2 separate regions of the Mus musculus genome follow, and region 2 is linked to region 1. Evidence: chromatin contacts called from public HiChIP or PLAC-seq data. All regions are on one chromosome and are shown on one strand. Each heading gives the region's core, a stretch centred on a gene start, on an enhancer-like site or on the middle of the called end of the contact. The rest is flanking DNA. Distances are from core to core; before and after follow the strand shown.

Region 1 (6,614 bases), core at 1,597-4,096:
GATTCTGCATACAAAGCCGTTAACGCTAAGGGGAAGAAAAGCTAAGGGGCTAGACAACTCTGCTACACCTCCAACAAAACGAAGCTACATCTTCACAACCGCTTGGGGGAAAATAATTAAAATAAACTCGGTGTATACCCAAAAGTCTCTGCAACATTTTGCAACTGCGGGTACAAACATAAGAAACAGCAGGGATACCCAACTTGCTGTTAGGGTCAAGAATTCTTTATCATGGAGGGTCAGCCTGTGCAGTATAGGATGACAAACAGGACCCCTACTTTCCACTCAAAAGATGTCACTAGCCCCACTACCACCCCATACACATGGTGTAATGACCAGTTAATCTCTCCAGACATTGCACATCGGCTGGGGAGGGGTAGAAACGGCAGAGTCACCCCCTCCCTGTTGGTAACACTACTACAGAATACCATTTAGAGGAACTATAGCTGACTCTGAATCATAGCAATGCATGGAAAGTCACTTAAAAAAAAAAAAAAAAAAACGGCAGAAGACTAGGGTAGAATCAGTGTAAATCTGAATCCAGAAACCTGCATCACGTAAATTCTTTTAACTGTGGGGCCAGTTGGAGATCCTGGCCTTCCCAAAGGCCTCTCTGGACAGTTCTCATGGTGGAGGAAAAGGGGAAGGCCACTTCATGGGTGGGAGCTGTTAGACATGTTCTCAAAGCAGGGGTCAAATATGCCATCATGACAAGGTCTGCAGGCTCAGGGAACAGATTAGAGAGGAGGTAAGAGATGGAAGAAAGTCAGGACTATTTTGGTTTGTTTTGTTTTTAATTATTTTTTTCTATATAAAGGCAAAAATATAAAGTGAAAAAATAAGTAATGTTTAAATATGGGCCCTCTTTTCCCCGTAAAATAGAAAAACCCTGTTATATATAGTATATAACAGGAAAAAGAACCAGGAAATAATGAAATTTTAATTTCCTAAATTGGGAATGCTATTAACAATTTTGTTTATAATTTCAAATACAGTATCAGGCTGTAAGATAAAGAATTGGAAAACATGGGAGGGCCATGGGCTATACATTCAGGAAGGCTAGGAAGCTGGGGATATGGATCAGTGGAAGTGCAATAGCCTACAGCCCTAGCACGAAAAAAAAAGTCAAACAAGCCATATGAGGTGAGCTACTGAAATTTAGAGACGTCACGATCCGGTGCAGAAGAGTATGAATCTGTATTAATCTGAAATGTCTCTAACCGGGTCCTTGCAGGTACGGTTTCCGAGTGAGCTGTATCTGCCTTCTGTCTCTCCCACCGGATGCTGCGCACAACTAGTGTGGCCCACCAGATGCGCATGGCTGCTTCCACTGCCTTGCCATATCTACCAGAAAATCTCCCAGGTTTGCTAGGGAAGTTGTCCACAGGGTTGGAATCCTTCTGTGGGATTCAACCTGGACAGTTGAGCTGCTGTGTCAGGTGCCCTGTTTAGCAACATTTCTGTGTGACACACCAACGAGGCTGAGAATATAAACTGTACAACTGACATTTTTCTTCAGTACTCTAAAATCCTGCATTTTCTTGGAACAGGAGAATGATGTGTGAGAATTAGAACAAACTGAATAGATGCAAAATATATTCACTCAAAAAAAAAAAAAAACAAAAAAAAAAACAGTCCCTGGTGCCACCTTCTATAAGGCTGGTGGCTTTGTGGAGTGTTTCTTTGAAAGAACTGGACCACACATACGCCCTCATTCACAGTGACTCTATACATGAACTGTCTCCGTATTTTTTTTTTAAAAGAAAACTCAGCTTGTGCGGTCGCTGCTAGCTCAGAGAAACTCCCCAACTATTTTCACATTTCATTCACACAGTGGATGGGGGCCACAGTGCAGAGAAGACAAGGCCCTGGAAAAAGAGTTCCATTGGTGGGGACACACAGAGAAGTCTCTCTCTAAGGTGCTGTAATGAGTTTCTTAAATGAAGCTCGATCGCTAAAGCAGTGTACATGGACCCAGGAAGCTTTCTGCAAAAGATTATTCTTACACACACATGCACACACACACACATGCACATGCACACATGCACACACACATACACGCACACACACATACATGCACACACACATGCACACACACACATGCACACACACACACACACATGCACGCACACACACACACACACACACACGCCCAGACCCTACCTTGTTACAACCTTATGGCAAGTCTTTCAAATCTAAAGAAGTAAAACACCCATTGCTTCCTTGCCCCCTTTTGAAAATTGCTAACCACACTTTTAAATTTCAATATCTTCTCACACGCTCTAGACATTTGCTAAGGTTGATTCTCCTAAGTTGGCCTTTAAATTTCTATTTATTCACTTTTTTCATTATCATTTAAAAGAATAAATAACTTCTAGCCATTACCTTTTAAGACTGCCCAAGGCTGTGTCCCTTCAAGGTTTTCTTACTGTTCCTTACAGGGCTCACCTGGGCAGCACCCTGTAAACTGCTCACACCTGACAACCTTCACCATACCCCACCCCCTCTCCAGACAGAGTAATCCGTCTTTGGCACTGGGGCAGGGGTGTGTGCCCGCGCAAGATGCTGGTGGAATCCAGCCTCCTTTGGTGTCTCAACTTTCATTGTCAGTTGCTAAATTAGCTAATGATTAATTAGTTAATGTTTTCAAAGCATTTTGAGGATGAAATGTGTGTCCTGAGTGCTAAGTGTAAAACAGCATTAGTTATCTGACTCCACAAAGACTAATTAGCTTGGGGTGGGGGGAAGTCCCCCCATCCTGATCAATAACACCCCTGGTATTGGATAGTACGGTAAGACCCACCTCACGTTGTAAGGCATGTATTCCCTGAGACACACAGAAATCCCTACTGCAGTTCATTGCTGGGTAACTCTTGGCTTTCAGTGAGGCTGGAGGGGGACAGTGACGTCATCTATACAGAATGCCACATTTTTGCAGTCAAAAAAAAAAAAAAAAACACGCTTGAAAGGATTATTTGACAAAGCTAAAGTAAAGACCTAACTCTTGGAAAGAGCAACACAGACACAATCATTGAACTCGTGTTTAAGAAGAATTAAGCTTTTAAAGTCCCCCACCCCTCCTCTAAAAAGCTCTTTAATGGCAGTCCTCCAGGTGGCCTCTGGATTTATTGTGAAATTTTACTTTGATGGCTATAAGTCCCCATGGGGACCATTATGTCAATAAGTTCAACGGCAACATTTTATTCCAGGTACAGACAGGACTCAGAAGATAGAGACAGGGTCTGGAAATTCCAGCATCCCATTTGGAGTGGCCCGTACCAACCTCAATAGAAGGGAAGAAAGGAAGAAAAAAAAAGATCGCTTTCTCCATTTTTCCCACTCCCTCTGCCTCCCAAACTGAGTACATAGACCTTTCTGTAAAGTTTCTCAGATACCAAGAGACCCAACAAACTCCTTAGAAAAGTTCAGGACTTTCTTTCCTCTGCTCATTTTCAGAGATTCGAATACGTTAAGGCCAGTGGAGACTGTGAAGTTGAGACAGACAAGGGGAGACAGTTCTCCAGTCTGCTGGGGGGGGGCGGGGGTCTTAGTCATAAACACTGAAGATTTGGGTCTCTCTCTCTAATGCCTGAGATTATTATTTTTAGTCAAGGTTAAGTAAACCACGTAGCCTTCCAGATTAAAGAATATTGCATGGATTTTTGTTTGCTTAAAGGCTGAGGTTTTTCAGCTTGGGGATTTGTTTGGGTTTGGGTTGGTGGCTCTTTTATTATTTATTTATTTATTTATTTATTTATTTATTTATTTTCCCCCCTCTGACGAGAACAATTTCAAAATGATACTGCAGTGATGATCTTTCTGAGCCCACCCCACAAACACCATTCGGGTGTCAGCCTCAGAAGAGGCGACATTAACAAATGAGCCCTACCTGCTTAACAAAGCATACAGACCACTCAGCTTGGAAAGTAAAAAGTTAACCTAAAACAAAAGGAATTTTACACATGGGAGCATGTGTTCCTTATATAGCCAAAGTCTCCGAAAAAGAATGTATGTGTCAAACAAAACAAGGGCACAAAAGCCACATGTCTGTATATGTATATCTATCTGTATTTCAAACAAGCATATATGAAGTACATTCAATCTCACGTGCACTCGTGTGTACACACACACACACACACACACACACACACACACACTGCACACATGTTAATAGAGCATTCAGAAAACAAAAACAAAAAAACATCAAAGGTCTGGGTAAAGACTCCCTGAACTAAACACTGGCTACCAATATTAGTGAGAGCCTTTTGTGTGTTCATAAAAATCTATCTGCCAGAAAAGTGTCAGAATCATCTGAGAGCAAAACGAGTGTAGGGGAGAGGGGTAGCCCATGACAAGACGACTCCCCCATTTCCCACGAGGCTATAAAAGAGCAAACACTTGAAATAATTTGCAAATAACCCTAACCCAGCTCCTTCAGGTTTTATTTTAATGAGTAGGATTTAGCAGGAAAGTTGTTCAAATGACAGGACCCTTACTTACAGGGATCGGACAAGGGTAAGGAGAGAGAAAGGGACAGAGAGTCCAAGGGAAGGCTCCCAGTTTGTGACTCAAAACTGGAAGTAAGGTTTCCTCAGAGATTTCAAGGATCCTTTAAAAATTCTTATCGAAATCAAGTCCCCTTCCGACTTTCTTTTTCTTATAATTGAACAAGTGTTTAACTGTATCTCACTGTCACAGCCGTTCCAATACATGAGCCGCACTCCGAGTAACAGCTTTCGTTACACATTTTTGTGCTGAGGACTTTCGGTACACTGTGATAAGAGCCCTCGTAGCTTGGTACTGCCTGCACACAGAAAATAAACCTGGCATTTTCAGATTAGCTTTTTTTTTTCTCCATCTGATGTGCATGATTTTGGCAAGACAAAGAGTTGCTTGTGATACCACACATATTGATCTGAATATAACCCTTTAGTTCATTATTTTTTTTAAATATCATCTCACTATTTGGGACCAGATAAAAATAAAATTTTACGTTGGTTCAGCACAGAAGAACTAAGCAACTGCAGCATAGCTTACACAAATCATTATCCATGAGCCAAATGCTAATGCAATTTTTTTTTACTTCCATGGTATCTTTATGACACCATATCAAATATCCAAATACTCTATGAGGGCAGAGGCCGTGCTATATCACTTGGTCAGAGCTGTTAACGAAAGAAACACAGGGACGCTTGTGGCCCAGACTTTTAATTCACGTGCCTTGTTTCAGACTCAGGGACATTCCGTCGTTCAGCCCCGAGTGACCAGGGGACGCTTCCCACCACAGGTGACTGACTATCCCTGAAATGGCCACCACAGTTTCTTCCTCCCGTTGTCATCCCTTTCAGAAATGTTTCATATTAGGGGGAAAAAAACCACAGAAATTCCAAAGTGCTTTTATCTGAAGGAGAATAAACAGACTCCTGTTCCAAAACAAAGAATAATCGTGTCTCCCCACTAAATGAACCTGAATGTTCGTCTGCACAGTTTTGAATGAAATACCCACGTGCCGTTGTTTCAGACCCTATAAAGGGAACGGCTGTGACCGCTCACCTACTGTCCCCTGTCACAGCTAAGCCTTCCCCTGTGGCACTTGCCTTCACCAGCTAGCTCCAAGTTGCCACCTTGCACAGGTTGCCTCAGACCTTTCCCCTTAAGTGAGTGGACTCAAAATTAGCCACTTGCAGTCCTACCTTGTGCTTTAAATTTTAATAACAAACAGAGACATCTCCTGTCTCTCTTTAGATTCTGTAGACCCTCCCTCTTCTCTGCAGACTGAAGGCTGCTGCTGAAAAGATTGAAAACCTGGAAGGAGTTTGGGGTGGACTGGCCAAGCCCCCTCCATTTCCCTCAGATGTTTACAATCTAGCACCTTTCTGAAGACAAAGATGGGGGGGGGCTTATTTTTCCCTTAGACTGAAGGGTGAGACAGGGGGGTATTAAAAACTGATCAATGTAATTTTTTTCTCAGAAGTATTTGCACATCTGTGAAATAATGTAATTTCCTCTTTTAAAAAAAACTTTTTATATGACATTCATGATTATAGCCTGATCTGGAGAATTATTCAAATATAAAATTAAATGTTCAGAAACTAGCTGTGCTGTGGATGGCTGGGCTTGCCCCAGCTGTGCATCAAACTTAGGCGATTCTATTAAAAGTCTAAAACTGAGCCTCTCTAGATCACAATGAATCCCCCCCCCCACAAAAAAGGGGAAAATCGCTTTTTAAAAGGAAATATGAGGGTCTACTCGTTTGGGTTACAGTTTCTTTGGGTGAGCCTCCGGGGGCCTAAAGAGACTCCAGCAAACTGTTCAGAACCCATAATAACAACAACAACAAAGGGGAGTGGGGAGGGGGGGCTACGGCAGAAGAACGAAAGCAACCAATACAGCAGGTAGCCTCGTGTGTTATCACAGGGTTCAGAACAATCTGGGACTTAGAGAAAGTTCCGAACCTTCAAAGTTAATTCTTTTGTTCCAGTGAAATTGCTTCAGTTTTAACGTGAGCCATCTGTCATTTCTCCTTGGCTGCTGTGTGCCACACGGCTTTTATGCTGCTTTGACTCCAGACCCCTTTCCCCCCACAACTGCTCCCAACTGCTCCCAGGTCTGAG
Region 2 (6,858 bases), core at 2,355-4,854, 960 kb before region 1:
GTAAGCCCAGAGCCTGCACACTTTTGGGCGAGATGAAGGGTGCCAGTCTCATCCCTCCCAGGGACAAGGTCTAGGGGCTGAGGATGCCTATGTACAGTACCTGCCCTCTTGCTCTGCCCTTCCTCGCTGCCGCTCCCCTGGTCTTTGGCCAGCTCCTCTGGGTCAGCAGATGCTTCGCTGGGTCCTTCGGCATCTTCAACGGCTTCCTCTGAAATGCAGGGGAAAGACAAAGATGTAAAGGACGAAAGCTGGGCAGACAATGAAGGACTCCCTAGTCCTCTGTGCCTGAGAATCACCAACCACAAAAGACAGATGTCAGCGACGGTCCTTCCTAGTGGCCTGGCGAGGTTGGCCGTATTAAGGATACACTTCAGTCCAGGGATAGCTGCCGTGGGGCTCGGAGTGGGTGCTAGATATGTATCTGTCAGGTATTTCCAGATAGGTTCTGAGGGCCTCCACCTGAGTGAGGACGTTGCTCATCCCTGGCTGGAGACTAGATAGGACCCAGTGGCCGAGGCCTCATTGGCCTGGCAGTGTCTGTGCCTGTGCCACATGATGGCCAGGTGTTCTTGGAGCCACTTATGTCCTCAAGAGTCACAGAACATCAGTGATATGGTTTGTGGGCATAGGGAGGGTTAAGCAGAGGGGTGAGACGTACAGCGGAACTCTCATGTCTGAAAGTAGGCCAACTACCAAGCCAAATGCATGCCCCGGTTGAGGAGAAAGAACGACTCTTAGGGTGTTGGGGTGGGGATTGTTTTCTCTGTTCCTCTGGCCAGCTGGATCATTAACCGAAGCACACATTTAAGAAGAGGGTGTTCAAGCTGGGTGGTGGTGGCGCACGCCTTTAATCCCAGCACTTGGGAGGCAGAGTCAGGTGGATTTCTGAGTTCGAGGCCAGCCCGGTCTACAAAGTGAGTTCCAGGACAGCCAGGGCTACACAGAGAAACCCTGTCTCGAAAAACCAAAAAAAAAAAAAAAGAAAAGAAAAAAAGAAGGAGGAGGAGGAGGAGCAGCATTCAGAGGAAGAACAGGGGCCTGGGGATAACTCTGTGAGAAACTCTGCCAACCCAGTGATTCCCAATAAAGATAGGAGGAGGAGGAGGAGGAGAGAACCAAACCCATAAATGTATTCCCTAACCTCCATATATGAGCCGTTCATGGCACAGGGGCCATGCGGGATACTAACTTTTTAAAGAACCAAGCGAAGGAACCAAGGTGGGAATCACTTGGCATGATGCGGGAACTCTAAAGAGCACACTTCTCCTGGTTCAGAAGCACGAGAGCACGCACGCGCGCACACTCCACGCCACGCTCCACACCCACGCACACGCCGCACACACGCACACACTCCACACCCGTCACAGGAAGCCCAGAACAGACTCAGCAGGAGTCAAGCCTGGGAAACAATTTAGAACCCTGGACTGGGGTTCTAGCCAACCCCGCCATAGGAATCTCCGACCGCATGCCCACGTTTTTGTTTGTTTGGGGAACAAAGGTCCTACACTGTGGCCCAGGCTGGCCTCAGCCCTACCTTTAAAGGAATTCAGGTGACCTCTGAACTTCTAGCCCACACTAGTCAAATAAGTCACACTCAAGGCCAAAAAGAGGATCATTCTAGATTTGTGTTTTCCTAATTCTTGTAGAAAGATGGCAGGGTATCAATGGCTAGAAAAATGTACTCCAAGGCTGAAGAATGGTCTGTCTGTCTTCCCAACAGCAGAGAGCCCCAGAGGCAAGCCCTTGGGCACTGCTTGCTTTGCTTGACCTCAGGGCTTGCTCTCTGGTTTTCCTGTGTGTCCTTTTTGGCTCGCTGCACCACAAAGTTAACGCTGAGTCTCCTGGCCTTTCCCTTAGTTTGCACAGACAAAAACCAGGCATTCGTGGCTTGACATTCATTAGATATACAGCTCAGTATTAACAGCATTCATGGCCTTGTAGAGGGGGAAAGGGCTTAAGTGTGGAAAAAAAAAAAAAAAACAAAAACAAAAAAACAAGTCAGTTGTACCAGAAGATGCACGTACCATCTTATGTCCAGGGAAAATGTGGCCTGCGAGTTTCAGGCTTTTGATAAGATGGCTATAAAAATCCATCGTTTAATGGCAATACCAGCAGTAAGTTAACCAGTATTTAAATTGAGCATATGCACACTAGCTGGGCATCTTAAATATGTTCCATGGCATCAATCATGGGCAGTATTGATAAAGTATATACATGGGATTTGGCGGAGAAATGGCTCAATGGGCACATCTCTCTGGCACACACACCCATGACCACCTTAGATGGGAACGGTCTGGCTCTTACAGGAGACAGTTCCCCACACGGTGCGCCAAAGTGTCTCTCAGCACAGGGAGGTTAAATGCCCAACTGGGCCACCAAAGTCAAGGCCAGCACCCACAGCTGCGAAGCAGAGTTGGGAGCTATTACCTGGGACTGATGCTCATGGCTTGAAGCTTTCTAAGCAAGTCTATTTAGGAGGCAGATACAGAGGTGTGTGGGCGGGTTACGGATGCAGGAATACGTGAGGAAATCGCAAGAAGGGGCTGTGGTACTCGTCCCAGAACCTTCGCTCTGGGCCTGCCTGAGTGTTGTCTTGCTTCCTTACTCCATGCAAACAGGAAGCAAAGGCTAACACGTTTCAAGAAGGGGGGGGGGGGCAAGTTAAAAGAGGTTACTTTACTTCAGGAAATTATTATTATTGTTATTATTATTATTTTATTAATTTTGGTTTTTTTCTTCAAGATGAGTAAACCCATTCTTCTTGAGTTTCTAGGCTTTGCTCTATCACCTGTGACTTATAAACTAAGAGAATACTATATATGAGCTTAAAGAAGAACAATTCCTTCACAGGGGATCAGTGACCTCACCCCTATTTCTTTTTTTTTTTTTTTTCTTTTTTTCCTTTTTCTTTTTTTTAAAACAGCAACAACAAAAAACCCAGGTCTCATTTAGCCAAATAGGAGAGTCCCGCTGCAGTTCCATCTGTGACCTACAGGTGTCGCCCTCTGCATGGCAAGGCCTAGAGGGCAACTGGCTAGGAGGCAGGCAAGTCTGGGCTGCACGTGGAAACAATATATGTCTCGGAGAGAATGGTCTAGTCCGGAGGAAATAAAATAGAACATTCATAAGCAGTTACACCATCTGTCTTTAAACCATCATCATCAACAGCAAGAGGGGGTAAAGGCTCTTTAAAATGGATGAAAGCCGAGGCTGACTGTAACCGGAAAACCGTGAGAGTTGAATACCAATAACGGTAGAGAAATGAGTTTTAAAAAAAGAAAAAGAAAAAAAAAAAAGAAAAAAGAAAAAAAGAGGGATGCAGACTGCAAATCTGTCTGGACAGCTCGGGGTTGTGAGGCTTGGCAGACAGTGTGTGTCTTTACTGGTCCCAGAAATGTCACGCAAGCTTTCTCACCAAAGCCCAGGCTTGGGCAACCCACAGGGAAGGAAGCATTGGTGCCCTGGCCCCTCACAGGTGTGGTGGCCATGCCAGCCAGAGCCTGGCCATTGAGCTGGGGCTGCTTGCTAGTCACAGTCCTCCCTGGGGCTATGCGTTGGATAATCTCAGCTGACAGAGCATAGGATGAAGAGACAGCTTTCCTCACTGCATATCACGAATTGCACATTCTGGCCCTGTGTGGCTGGCGGCGGAAACTGGCCGGGGTCACCCCAGGAGCCAAGTTTCTGTTCTGCTTTCTGTAAGGTCCACTACAGACAGTCGACAGAACGGCCGAAGACGTGGGTCAGCTGTGGGTTTTATCTGGAAAATTCTGTCCTTGGCTCAGGGGAACAGGTTGCTCTCCCTCCAGCCAACACTCACGGCAGCCATGACACCCTCAAAGCTCAAGTGGACAGTTTGCAACCGGTTTTCCCTCGGAGCAGTCAAGAAATGATACTTCACCATCCTAACCAGGGCACGGCGGGGACCCTTCCTCAAGGCTGTGACAGACGTGGGCAAGGAGGTCGCCTCCACCCCAGCCCCGGTTCTCAGCGGCAGGCAGCAAAGCCCAGACCACCCCATACAATTCTGGGTTTGGAAAAGGTACCAGGGGAGGGGCCTCTAAAACCTTGCTGGGACCCACCTCGGAGGTGGTGCCCAACCCTGACCTTCGAGTTAGGGTAACTCCTCTTAATCTTATGTGTTTTCATGCCAAACTGAGAAGGGGAAATTTTCTTTTTTTGACCCAAGTCTCAGACTGGCCTCAGATTTGCTGTTAATCATTCAGCCCAATGCTTCCACTGCACTCGAGTTGGGATTACACACATACATACATACATACATACACACACACACATATATACATGCATATATACACATACATACATACACACACACATACATACATACACACATACATACATACACACACATACATACATACATACACACATACATACATACACACATACATACATACATACACACATACATACATACACATACATACATACACACACACATACATACATACACACATACATACACACACATAGATACATACATACACACATACATACATACACACATATATACACACATACATACACACACATAGATACATACATACACACACATACATACATACACACACATACACACATACATACACACACATAGATACATACATACACACACATACATACACACACATATATATACATGCATATATACACATACATACATACACACATACATACATACATACACACACATACATACACACACATATATACATGCATATATATACACATACATACACACATACATACATACATACACACACATACATACATACACACACATACATACACACATATATATACATGCATATATACACATACATACATACACACATACATGCATACACACATACATACACACACACATATACATGCATATATATACACATACATACATACATACATACACAATACATACATATATAGATAAATAAATAAATTGCAAGCAAGCAAGCCACCACTCCATATGCTTGGGGTTGAAAAGGGGCTCCATGCCTGAGCACTCTACCAATGGGAACTCTCCCACAGCCCAGAGATGCAAGGAAATTGTGCAAACCAGCACGGTCTTCCAGATGGTCTACCATCTGCCTCCCACTGCCAAGTAAAAGATGACTTCGGACAGAGATGTAGACACCTCCTTACTCCCCTTGTTGGGCCATCCCATCTTGCTCTAGTCACTCTCAGCCTCTGGTGAGGTGAAGGACAGAGCCCTCAGGTGACCCTAAAAGAAGCAGTCTAGGGGGTTGAGGACATAGCACCACAGACCTAGGGTGGGGGAAAAAAAAACCCACCCCACCCACATAGCTCTGCTCCACACAGATGTAAACCATTACAGTTCTCTCCTCCCTCCTGATCAAGGTGACAACGAGAGTCCCCCCTACCCCCCCCCCCGTGATTTCTCCTGAAGGAGGCAGTCTGTCAGCTGGCAGCTCTGTGGGGATCTGTATGAGTTTCATAAGCATCCTGGATTTGGGTGTGTGGAAGGAGGAACAAGGCAGAAGCCAAACCCAGAAAACAGCCAGCAGCCTACAGCACATGCTCCCCAAGTGTCACCCACGAGAGCGTCCCAGTTAAAAATAAGTAACCCCCACCCCCCATGATGGGTCGAGTGACGCGTCCATTGCGGGTATTTTACAGATCGCTCACAGGCTTGAAGGAAAGGGGAGTCAATCAATGATTAAGACTGATCCCTCTGTTCCTAACTCTTAACAGGATAATGTAGATTAATTCAAACCTGACAAAGCCCCCACCACGCCTCGATATGATAGAAATTTGTAAATTCTCCTAAGAATCGGGGTGTCTGAACCACAGGCTCTCACACGAACATGTTACTTAAATAACACACCAATCTGTGATCCCCGAAGAATGAAATCGTTCATCCCCTTTTATGGGGGGCTGCAGGGGGTGGGGTGGCGCACGGCGGAGGGGGAGAGGGTGCGTTTGCCTGTCGGCAGGCTCAAGAGCTGAGAAACATTAGCTGTCATGAACCACAATCAAATCAGGTTTGAAATATTTAGCAGTGGCTTAGAAAATGTGATGGCGCGGCTCTGACAGGCGGGCGAGGTGTGCAGACGCCCGCTTTCCATTATAATGGAAATATCAGGCCTGTTCTGAATATGTATAACCCAGAAAAATGTATTGATTTTTCATTCGGCATTAAAAAAAATGAAATAGCCTGCAGCTGTCAGAGGCCTTTGTTAAAAGCCCATCCTTCCTGGAATGAGGTTTACCAGAAACAAGTTTTAATTGTACGCAGGACCTCTTCTTTGAAAAACAAAATAACCAACCTGCTTACATTGAAGGCAGGGTTAAAGCTCTGTCTTTCTCCTGTTTGCAACCTAATTAACCCAAGGAAAGGCCCACCAGGCAGGTGGGAGGCACCTCACACACTCTGCCTGGCAGGGGTGTCATGGAGGGTGGCTGGCATCTCTGTGGAGGGTGGCAGGAGGCTATGCTTTGTCCTCTCTCCATCGTCCTCGTCTGCCCCTGAGTGGAGAGGCCCTGGACTCCAGGACTCACGTGCTCTCTGCACCTAGCCAATCACTTCTGTTCTTTCAGGCTTGGTTGGCACGACGAGGACAAGGTGAGGAAACGGCCTAGCGTATCCGATGCTCTGGGCACTTTCTTATCAATGGCAAACCTCTACTGGGTACAGACATCAGGCACAGTGTGTGCGCTTTATGTTGCAAGAGAGGTCAAACCCCATGGCAGAAAAGATGACTTCCTAAGGCTTCAAATAAGAAAAATCCCATGTTAAAATTCTGACGCGACAAAAGCTTCTAACTAACGGGCTGTGCAGATGGACAGACAGACAGACAGCTGTTCTGTTCCCAGCTT

What was found. HiChIP or PLAC-seq counts read pairs in DNA pulled down with a chosen protein or histone mark.
Region 2: an H3K4me3 HiChIP or PLAC-seq map of embryonic basal ganglia shows a contact between it and region 1, with 8 times the contacts expected there. The contact joins two enhancer-like sites. A contact is called at or near these places in 12 of 484 Hi-C or Micro-C datasets (the N1E-115 cell line, cerebellar granule neurons, cerebral cortex and 8 more), 8 of 115 datasets of contacts at active chromatin or transcription factors (astrocytes, craniofacial prominence, embryonic basal ganglia and 5 more) and 1 of 9 other capture datasets (embryonic stem cells).

What each region holds. Positions count from the first base shown.
Region 1 is chr8:107,948,758-107,955,371 of GRCm38.p6, reverse strand. No RefSeq gene overlaps it. Among named protein-coding and RNA genes, the nearest start is that of Gm39242, 120 kb to the right of the region's middle. Within about 2 kb of position 2,846, at least 6 of the 459 cell types and tissues checked have an H3K27ac peak or open chromatin away from gene starts, as enhancers often do.
Region 2 is chr8:108,907,872-108,914,729 of GRCm38.p6, reverse strand. It overlaps Zfhx3 (zinc finger homeobox 3), which reads right to left. Exons shown (of 10, transcript NM_007496.2): 5 at 101-208. Among named protein-coding and RNA genes, the nearest start is that of Mir3108, 26 kb to the left of the region's middle. Within about 2 kb of position 3,604, at least 53 of the 459 cell types and tissues checked have an H3K27ac peak or open chromatin away from gene starts, as enhancers often do.